Linked DNA regions of Anas platyrhynchos: region 2 is linked to region 1. The links are chromatin contacts, called in public Hi-C maps. All regions are on one chromosome and are shown on one strand. The core of a region is the stretch at or near the end of the contact, and the rest is flanking DNA. Distances in the headings are between cores, read along the strand shown. Region 1 overlaps LOC140003459 (a long non-coding RNA gene). Region 2 holds the start of PLCG2 (phospholipase C gamma 2).

Region 1 (5,390 bases), core at 906-3,405:
TAAAAGCACAAGGTGGTGGAGTGGAGGTTACTGTGGCAACCTGCAGCTCCTGCCTTTTCTCCCTGCTACGCTCAGGAGCCATGCTGGGGGACACTGGTGTCACAGGCTCAGCCGCTTTGGATGGCACAGACACATCCCTGGCACCAGCTCTGGCTCTGCTCTGCTGCTCCAAGTCCCTTACCCTCAACAGCATTATTTTTCCCAGCAAGGACCAGTTTGATCCTTGACCATCTGAACTGGTGAATGGCCTTTCCTGGGGGATGATGAACCTGCTTTAAGTGGCATCGGTCCTGTACATGCCAAAGTATCTGATGCACTTGAATTTGTCTCTCCCTTATGCATACACCTAAGGCATATTCTCATTCTCCAATGGCACCTGAGATGGGTGGGAATGTCTATTAGGCTTTCAGCTAATAATTAAAAGCCTGAACCTGCCTGGCTGCTGGGGACTCATGGGAAGGCCTCTGAAATTGGCTGGGAGCTTCCTTCCCAGCTTTTATTAAAAGCTCTCCTGAATGTTTCATCAGAAGAAATTTGACTGCATATTTACGTGGCCACAAATCTACCTGGTTTAAAGCCGCAAAATCAATGCTCTAAGTGCATTGCTTATCACTCTGGGTGGCTGTTCCGCTAACCTGACCATCGTGGTTTTCATCCCTTTGCACAGTGAAGGTACGGATGAGGAACAGCCTGAGGATTAACAGGAAGCCTTTGCTTTACTCCCTTTACTCCTTTTCTCGGTACCACATGGCATAGTTGAGGGAGGACTGCAGGACTGCAGGACCATGCTCAGGCTGCTCATCAGGCAGCCAAAAGCAGTAGAAAACAGCTTAATAAAATCAAATAAAATAATAAAATAAAATAAAATAAAATAAAATAAAATAAAATAAAATAAAATAAAATAAAATAAAATAAATAAAATAAAATAAAATAAAATAAAATAAAATAAAATAAAATAAAATAAAATAAAATAAAATAAAATAATATAAAATAAAATAAAATAAGAATCATGTCATTGCTCTCCCTCCGTTTGCTTTCCTCCAGCGCTGGGCCCTTGCTCGGGAAGAGCTGCGGATGCGCTGCGTGCTCCTGCCGCTGACGAGGTTTCATCTTGCTCTCCTCTCCCTGGGGAGCAGCATGTGCTTTTGGAAGCTACACACCATTTTATTAGTTCAATTCCCAGGCGCAAAAACGTCAAGCTGCTTTTATACGAACACGCTGCAATTTAGTACCAATGGCAAACTCTGCAGAAAGAGAGAGAAATGCAGACCTAGCCCGGATCCCTGTGGAAACCCACCCGCAACCGTTCCCAGCACTGGGAACTGGCTCTGCAGCATCCCTGCTACACTTTAATTTGCACCATCTCCTCCGTTTGTATCCCACCTCATTTCCTGCCCTTGGTTAATGATCTGATTTTGTGCGTTACGCGTTCAGAATGCTCCCTGGCAATAAATGTTTTATTTTTTCGCTCATAGCACCTTTGTGAAATATTTATGATCACTAGATGTCACTGTAATTTTACTCTGTCTCCAGCCCTACTGAACCAGTGTGATTCCCCATGCTCTCGTGTGCTCACTTTAAAAACCTCTTGAAGAATATATTAGTGATGAGACAAACCCCCAGCTGCTTTCCTAGTTTGGGTTTTCCTGTGGTGGAAGGCAGAGTATGCCTTGCTTCGGGCTTTGCCTGCACTTCCCCTGGCACTGTAGTTAATCACACACGTGTTAGAAACCCAGGAATGTCTATAAAAGCATTTTGCCTCTTTCATTTGCCTTTAAAGATTTTTACAGAATATGTTTCTTCAAGGTCAACAAAAGTCCACACTCCCTATTTCCCTAAACTGTTCCTTCTATGATTTCTCTGTTGTACAGTATATGGCAATGTAATTATTATAGGCATAGACATGCATGGGATTTTTATTTCTTTTTAATTGGAAACCTCAGTGCTGTGGAGTGGGATCACCTATGCATTAACCCTTTGTCTCCACCCGGTGAAGTTACCCAGTTCAGCAGGAGGACACATTCACTCCATATGCCAGGTCCCACTGGGGAACATGCCAAAAGCAGGACTTTCAAGAAAAATCTGTTATCCAGTGTACAGCGCAAAGGCTCCTGATGCAGCGCTGGTTCCAAGGAACTAAAGCTCTTTGCTGGCATCTTTTGGTGAGCAAGGAGAAGGGACGCGAGGGTCAGGGTGTCCCAGCTGCAGCACGGGTCTCACCACCTCAAAGCAGATAAATCTGGTTTTCTCTCTTTAGTTAACAAAGAAATGTGGGGAGGAGTGGAAGGAATTCAAATTTTGCTGGAGGAGGAATCTCTGTCACAGCTGTGAGGACTGGAGTGGATGAGCACCATGCAGGGCAGCACAGGGAAGACTCACAGCAGGCAAAATTCCTGCCCTTTTGCCCAGATTGTGCTGCCTGTCCAGCACCATTAATCGCAACATCTCAGACACCCTAATACATTGTGTTCTGCTACTGACTCTGTCTCACTTTTGATGAGCTTTTCTGTTCAGGATTAAATTTTTCATTAAAAAAGAGCTTAAATGAGTAAAGAAGCTTCTGGACAAGCACTTTTTTTTTTTTTTTTTTGTGTGTGTGTGTGTGTGTGTGTGTAGCCATCAGAGAAGCTTTCTTGATTCCCCTGAGGTCAAGTTCCTTTCATCTTCTCTGCCAGCCACAGCATAAAACCCTAAATTTCCTTTGAATTCTGTTGATTAGTTGGAGCGATGGAGTGCTCTCTTTAGAAACTCTCCACTGCAAATCTAGCCCAACATGACGGACCACATTCTGCCTAATGAGTAACAGCAGCACACAAACCAGGAGCTAAAGGGAGTTTTGAAAATATTGCCACTGAATTAAGACAAATGTTAGGGCTACGGTGCTAATCCTGAGAATGAGCTCATATCGACGTGTCTGTTTTAGGTGAGTGACAGGTAGACAGGAGTAGCTCTTTATTAATTGGAGACCCATTAGTCCTGGCTTAAAGCTGATGCAGAGCCAGCAGCACTGCATGGAGCAGGAGAAGTGTTTTTGGGGTGTGTTGGGTGCAGCCCCCCAGTCTTGCAGGAGGCACTGGCAATGACACCAGCTCTCTCATGGGGTTCCTCTGCCAGGAACAGTGCTGGAAGGGCTTTCATCAAGATAACTGTTGAAAAAAAGGTGAGGAACAATAGAGAAATAAACCGACTAAAGCAGCTAATTAATGTAAATGACATCCTGGATTATTTTTTTGTGTTTATAGACGTCTCTTCCTAAGGAATTGCATGAATTTCCTTATTTGTTTTGAAAGGTTATAAATTATCTAGGAACCTGACTGTGTGTACATAAAAAGTGTTGAAACAGTTCAATTAAAGGTGTGACAGCTTTAAGCCCCATTAAACATGGGCAGCTCCCTACACATAAAATCACTTGCCAGGCCACTGGCATACTTCTATGTAATTTGAGTCAATCAGGAGTTCTTTCAACATAACCCAACATAAATCATTATCAATACTAAATGAGGGATTGCATATTAAGAGCTTACACCCATTTCTTTTTATCGGTTTAAAAACAGGTTAACATTACATGGAACACAGTTCCAAAACAGACTGAAGTTATGTGAAACACCCTTACGAAAGCATTAGTGTAAATCATATTTTTTAAACAGATTTAATCATTGTTTACCCAGCAGTACCCCAGAAGACTAACTCGAACAATACAGTGCTATGAATTCATAGCACAGATTAGTTAAAGCAGATGGTAAGCCCGTGTGGATGCACTCCGTCAGAGAAAATTCAGCCATAATTGGATTTATTTTAATTCACTTATACTTTGACAACAGGAGAAATGCTGGTAAAGTTCCTCATGCAGACAAGCCCTGAGGTTAGGGCTTTCAGGGAGCTGCTGCTTTCCTTGCTCATAACCTCTTTTTGAAAATTGGACTTTAATGCAAAAATAACATTTAGCCTATTTTAAATACTAGTCAATCCCAGTCCAAAGACCTTTATTGACGGTCAGATCTCAGTGCCTCCCTTCACTCCAAGTAGCACTTTATGCAAGTGGCCCCAATGAGACGATGACACCCATGGGCAGCTCCTCACTTCTCCATGTGTTCTTGCATGGGCTGGTGTGGGAGGGCACACTGTATACGTCCAAAAGCCTAGATGTTACCTGGAATGGCACCCAGTCTGTGCTTCTGACCTGGGTTCTTCTTGAAAAGGTCAATAACTGCTTTTTCCTCTTAGAAAAAGAGGGGGCTGGAGATCTGAGTCCTGACTTGCTTGCTTGTGTGCATCCTTCATTCTTGGAGGATGCACACAGTGGCAGGGAGACTTCTGCCCAGCCAGAGAGGGGGGAAGGAGCTCACTTCCCTCTGAGCTGAGCTGTTACGGGTGTAAATAGAGCTCCTAATTGTCAGCATATTTTCTGCAAACACATAATAAACACAACTCTCATCTCCTTACAAATTATATGTACGTGTAAGGGGCACCCACGTTACTAGCTGGATGACATGTTGCATCAACTAGACATGCAGAAACCTGCCAACCGCATCATCACAAACCTCAATTTCCCTCATAATCTCCCCAAACTTCTTGCTTTCAAATTGTACCAGCAAACCACCAGCTGCTGGCCAGCTGGATGGCCATGGAGGCACTGCAGCAGCAGGAGGCATGTGGGGAGGAGTGACCCAGCTCTGGATACACCTCAGATATATGTTTATTCCAACGCATTTAATTGACATTAGCTCTTGTTTGTTTTCTTTTGTTTGGATTTTTGCTTGTTGTGGTTATTCTATGTGTTAATGGCAAGGAGGAGACATAATGATTGGGTGAGGCAGATTCATCTCTGAACTTGTTTTTTTTTTTTTCAAGCCTTTCCTCACCTATATTTAACCATGTGCCTCTGGTGTATATTGGCAGTAGCTTGCTGTTCTTGCTGGCTGCACAACCATATATTTAAACTTAAATCAGATTAGCATTTCTTGTCTCAATACCAGCTACACTTGGGGGAAAAAAAAAAAATATATATATATATATATATATATATATATATATATATATATATATGTATTTAGACATATACATACAAAAATATATATATACATATTTTGTAATACATATATATATGTGTATATATATATACACTCCAACACCCCACTTCCTATTATCCAGCTACACAAAATATTTATTTTTGTATTTCCTAATTAACACACTATAACATATTATTTTATTTGCAATTAGCTTTTCAAAATATTCTGAACTGGTCTAAATTTTTGTCATGAGACATCTGCAAACTAGTCTTAAATTTCAGTAACAAATATGCTGGGCAGATCTTCCACTTATTGTCCCAAATGTCAAGACACAAAATTTTGAGCAGTCCACAGAAGGCACCTGGATTTGGGGCCTGAACA
Region 2 (5,390 bases), core at 1,809-4,308, 130 kb after region 1:
AGCCTAGGGCAGAACGTCTTCCAGGTTTAATACCAGTGACCCGTCTTAGGAATGGTGTTTCCTCATAGCAAAACTAGCTATTCCAGGAAAATAAATAAATAAATAAATAAACACTTTTCATTTCTCAGAACAACGTTTTTTTTTAAAAAGTTTCAGTTTAGCAGAAACTCTTGTCATGTGATTTGGGATGATCAATCAAAAACTAAAAATAGATGTGAGAATATGTGAATTAAATGTGGTTTTTCTGTACACGTATTAGCTAGCTAACTGTTCACTCAGTGTCTTGGACTGGTTTTGCCAGCTGTGCATAACACCAGTGTATTTATAGGGCCTGCAGTTACACCTTCAGATGAAACATGAAGTACTACAGTCACTGCATCCACAGCAGCACAATGCCAGCAGCTCTTCACCAGCACCGCTGAGAGCGAGCAATTCTGCCTTACCAAGGCCTCAGCAGAGCAAAGCTGCAGGAGACTCAGCAGGGAACCAGGTAAACTTTCCGTCTATGCTTTTTAAGCCAATCAAATGAAAATCCTTCAGAAAAAGAATGTGACTGCAGGTGAACAACGACAAGAAAAAGCATCTGGCAATATTTTTCAACTAGGTGAATTGCCACTCAGCAAGAAAAAGTCCAGATCTTCCCTCTAGTTATCTTCCAGCCTTTCATTTTTCCCCACTGCAGAGCAGCAGCACAGGTGAGCTCAGGAGAGCAAAGCGCTCTGTTATCATGTGCTGTAGCCTCCTGCTCTCACTCGTCATCCCTTCAAGCTCAGAGAGGTGGAAAGAAGCACGACTTCAGGCAGGCCAGGCACGGCGATGAGCAAGGCTAGACTGGAGCGTTTCACCACTGCTCTGAACTAAAGTCACAGGCGCCGTGGTGGGACCGTACAGCGTGCTGTGACGACGGGAGGAACAAACCGAGCACTGCTGCAACGTGCTCTCTCACTGATCACTTCCCATTTTCCTCTCATTCTGCTAAGTACTTCTTAACATTGGCTTAGCTGCTGTGGGTGGAAGTTCTTCTGGGACCATTAGACAGATGTAGCCCCAGTCTTTTTCTACTCTACACATGGCTGATTGCAGGGATTTATTATAGTCTAAGGCCTTCCCTCCAGGCACACAGGAAGGGAGGAGAAGTTTCTTGCATCAGTGCTCACTCATGCAAAGATCAGCTTTAATCCGTCACACGCTGCATCAGAAAAGTTTAGAAAAGCCCTCTGGCATTAGAATTAACTGAGGACAGAGCGAGCACACTGGTCCTATTTACAGATAAGCATGCAATCATGTAAAACACACGTCAAAATTTCACTGAAATGAAAACACGATTGAAAAACTAATGAGGTACTTGAGAGGTTTTTTTCTGAATAGGGGTAGGATGAGAGACACTCTTCTGGGATATGCATTGCAGGCGCCTGTGCCTTGGAAGAGAGTCCATCTGGTGTATCTCTGTGATCAGCATGTTTGCATAGAATGCAAATCGTTACTGCAACTGCTGTTATCTTTATGCACTGTAGTTATAACTGAATGAGTCACATAAAAGGGTCAAAACCTTCTGTTCTACTTTTTATGATAAACATCTTTTTAACATACAGCGTTAGAGATCCTGTGCGTCAACAGATCAAGGTAGGAGTTGGTACTGAGTGAGGTATGACAGACCCTGGCATAGGGGCCCAGTCTTATTAACATATTTATTAACAATTTTTAAAAAACAGGGTAAAAAAAAGGAGAAAACATAGATATGTCTATTAACTATTAAAAGCCTGAAAAAATTAGAGATTCATGATAGGCTGCTTAAGTTTTCTTGTTTCTCAAGCTGCCCTCAAGCCTGCAGAACAAATGGGAGTAGCTGTGTTAGGGTCTGCTGTGTACTCCGCTCCCAGGCTGGCAGGTGGCAAAGATGTGATATTGCAGCCTGTGCAAATTTGCTGGGGCCCACGTTCTGTTATAATGGTCTCCTGAGTACCCGTGCTGAGTAAATTTAACTTTGCATCTTCAGAAGAACTTCTGTTTGCAAAAGATCCATTTTTCAGCAATTCAAATAGATATCATCCATCATGTGATATGCTCCATTTCTCAAATACAAGTTTTCATACGTAGGTACAGTCATACTATTTTACTTATTTTAAAGACTTTGTGTAAGACACTTTGCACATCTCCCACCAGATTTCATTTGTGCAACAGAATTCAGATACTTCACAATACATTTGTAAGTACCAGCTATCAAAACCTTCTCAGTTAACAACATTTGACTGAAAATCTAATTTATATATTGTGTAAGCTCTCTTAAGAACAAACATTAGATTTGCACTTTTACAACAGAGAGAAAAACATGAGAAAATAACCTTCAAGAGAAAAATTCTCTCATTTATTAGGAGTCAAATCTAGAATAAATGAAGAATCTAAGAATGTGAATTTGCAAATGCTTATTTAGCCTGATCTCCAAATTGGAATGAATGAAAAATAGGTCGGTTATTTTCTAGCCTTAGAAATTTCACACACACATAGACTGATTCCTCCACTTTCTTTCCTTAGACTGGACTAGTAATTTTAAGACACCACTCCCTCTTTCAAGGAAAATGTCTTTTACATTTCCTGTATGATTAAGACAGTCCTTTTATTCTGGAGCTAAGCTACAAAAAACATTTACTTTACATGAGGGAAGGCAAAAACTAGAACACAGAGGGCTCTGCCAGGTAATTTAAACCCAACTGTCTTCACTCCAGAACCTTTCTGCCACACATCAGGAATTATTTGACCCCATTTCTGTGAAGGATATCTGCCCTGCTGAGTCTCAAAGGCCGCAATACAGAGCTTACCTTTAATCCTGTGCAGAATAATGAATGATATACTGCTGAGATTAGCTAGGCAGTGTCAAACGGAGGTTTCTTCCTCTTTGTGCTCTGATTCCACCTGGGTAAAAGCTTACTGTTAAGACCCCTTAAGCACACAAAATCTCACCAACCTGAGCCTTTTATTTAATATAAAATTAAATAAATAATAACAATTTAAAAAAATAAAATCTGTCACCTGTGATGACAGTCTCTTCTCCTTCTAAAGGGCAGATTTTGTTACGGCTGTTGCTAGCAGAAAAAAAAAAAAAAAAAAAGAAAAAAAAAGAAAAAGGAAGTTATAAGAAGGAAAGTGGAACACATGAAGTGTGTCACTTTTCACCAGCAAGACTCTCTCCTCTTTCACCGTCTTTATGAGCTGAGCTCTTTCATGACAGGTCACTACCATCACATATTAATAACACATTAATAATGCCCCTGCCTGTGATAAATGCAACAGTTGTCACAGTTTTTATTTTGTCTCAGGTAAATTTTGAATTCTTTGATCTCTGGTTTCTAAGCCTTTGGGATGCCCTCTCTTCATGTTTTTAAAATTTGTCTGCAAACAAGGGAGTTCATAATTTACTTTTTTAAGAAACACTGAGAGTTTCATGGACCCTAGCGATTCCAACAACTGGGCTTTAAGTAAAACATTTAATACCTTTAATCCTCAGGAAAAAAAAAAAAAAAATGAAAATTGAAAGCATACCTTTCTGGTTCGAGATATGCTGTCTGGAAAAAAATGGTTTACATGTGGAACATAGGATTTTAAGATTAGAGCAGAAGACAACACCTAGCTGGTTACCCCAGTGGGAAATAGATTAAAATAGGATGGAAATAGATTATCAGTCAATGCTTGAAAGTTTTGACCATTTTTTATTCCACTGAAAATAATGAAATTGTTGAAGCTGAATAATACTAGTTTTCTAGCAATTTATATGCAAAGAGTAGTCATACTTTACAGCTTTATAAATCAACAAATATACATAAATCTATTTGTAAAGAAATAACAGTTTTTAAACAGATTAAAACAGAATCCAAATATTTGTATCAAACCGATGTTCATATAGGCTGAAACATATTTTTGAGGTATTTTATGAAAACAAAGTATGACACCATTTGACTAGAACTAAAATATACAAAACTGGGGGGGGGGGGCGGGGAAGCATGCAGAAATATAACAGGAGATGTAGCTCCTTACAGGGCTCTCCTAAAAAAAAAAAAAAAAAGTAACAAAAACCTGATCCCCACAGGTGACAGGCACCAGCTTTCACGGGTCTGGCAGCACAGATGGAGGCAGCGTGCGGAGCTGCTGCCTTGATGACAAAAGCCATCAGAGGGAAGAGGAGACTTTGGGTACTCCTGTGGAAGGAAAGACTCAGTCACAAAGCAAAGACAAGAGCTAAAGTTGCTTTCTGACAGTTTCTGTAGTCTAACAACAGCCAGACTTGTAGCTCTTGGCATTGCATTAGCAGTGCTGCTGCAGAAAGGATATGTTTTGCTAAGAAAATAGCCAAATGAAAGTTACAGCAGAAGAAAATCTTTACTAACAGGGAAAAACAAAATGTTTTCAGCCTCTTCCGGCAGTGGACATCAGACAGTTGCTTTGGTGCTGGGGAGGAGACCAGAGAAGGGAGTCAGAAAAGACTCAAGCAGGAGAAATAGATGCTTTTTGACTTGTCTGCTTGTAAAGAGCAGCTTGCTACCCCCTGAAAATAGAGATGAGGCAAATGGAAAAGCAAGGTGTTGCCAGACTGTGGGTAATTTTTTCTGTGTTTTCTTTTTTCTTTTTCTTTCAAAGAGAGGAAATAATGTGTGCAGAGCAGCAGTGGTTCATAGTGGGTCAGTCAGGAAGTCTGGGGCTGGGTATTTAGAAGACAGATATTTTTATTTCACGTTGTTCTCAGAGAACAGAAGTATGCAAGAAAATATTTTCTTAGCTAAAAATGCAAAATTAGAGTTCACGTATAGTTAGCTAAGCTATCAATGGACTTCATGGTTCACAATGAAGAATGCAATTTGGAGTCGAAGGTTTTGCAACTGCAGCTGCAGTTATTATAGAAATGCACAGGGGTTTTAGCAAAAGCCAGCGCTCCGCTGTAACACAGCAGAGGTAATAGCAGGCAACAGGACAGGAAAGTAATCGGAGATTATTAACTCTGTTCCCACAGGTAAAGAGCTGAGGCGTAATCGGTTTAAAGCTGAAGTTTCACGTACATCTTCATCCAGCACTTGTAATGAAAAGAGGCAGTCCCTCCTGCTTCTGCCTCCTGCCAGCTCTACCCCGACTGCTCCCTGCCGCTGGCACAAGTGTTTGTGCAGCTGCTCTGCAAGCACCACCGGAGAACAAAACCATATTGATCTGCCAAAACAAAAACAAGAAGCAAAAAGGGAAGCAATTCAGGGTTGGCCCATGTAGATAACGAGAGGGCAAAGGTATCTGAAAACACAAGTCCAAAACCGACATTACGAATACTGCAAGTAATGGAAAAGAGAGAATCAGCCGTATGTCTTTAAGTTAAGAAATGGCTTTTAATCGCCTTTCATGATCATTACGTACTA

The links. A called contact is a pair of places that touch in the nucleus more often than the background predicts.
Region 2: a contact with region 1 is called in a Hi-C map of liver, with 4 times the contacts expected there. The contact joins the promoter of PLCG2 here to the enhancer-like site in region 1. A contact is called at or near these places in 2 of 8 Hi-C or Micro-C datasets (liver and skeletal muscle).

Annotation. Positions count from the first base shown.
Region 1 is chr12:4,762,961-4,768,350 of IASCAAS_PekinDuck_T2T, forward strand. It overlaps LOC140003459 (a long non-coding RNA gene), which reads left to right. Exons shown (of 2, transcript XR_011812171.1): 2 at 1,045-1,474. Among named protein-coding and RNA genes, the nearest start is that of HSD17B2, 32 kb to the right of the region's middle. Within about 2 kb of position 2,156, at least 2 of the 8 cell types and tissues checked have an H3K27ac peak or open chromatin away from gene starts, as enhancers often do.
Region 2 is chr12:4,889,637-4,895,026 of IASCAAS_PekinDuck_T2T, forward strand. It overlaps PLCG2 (phospholipase C gamma 2), which reads right to left and starts at 3,059. Exons shown (of 34, transcript XM_038185661.2): 1 at 3,028-3,059; 2 at 2,817-2,910. LOC140003467 (a long non-coding RNA gene) reads right to left here. Exons shown (of 4, transcript XR_011812215.1): 4 at 3,685-5,190.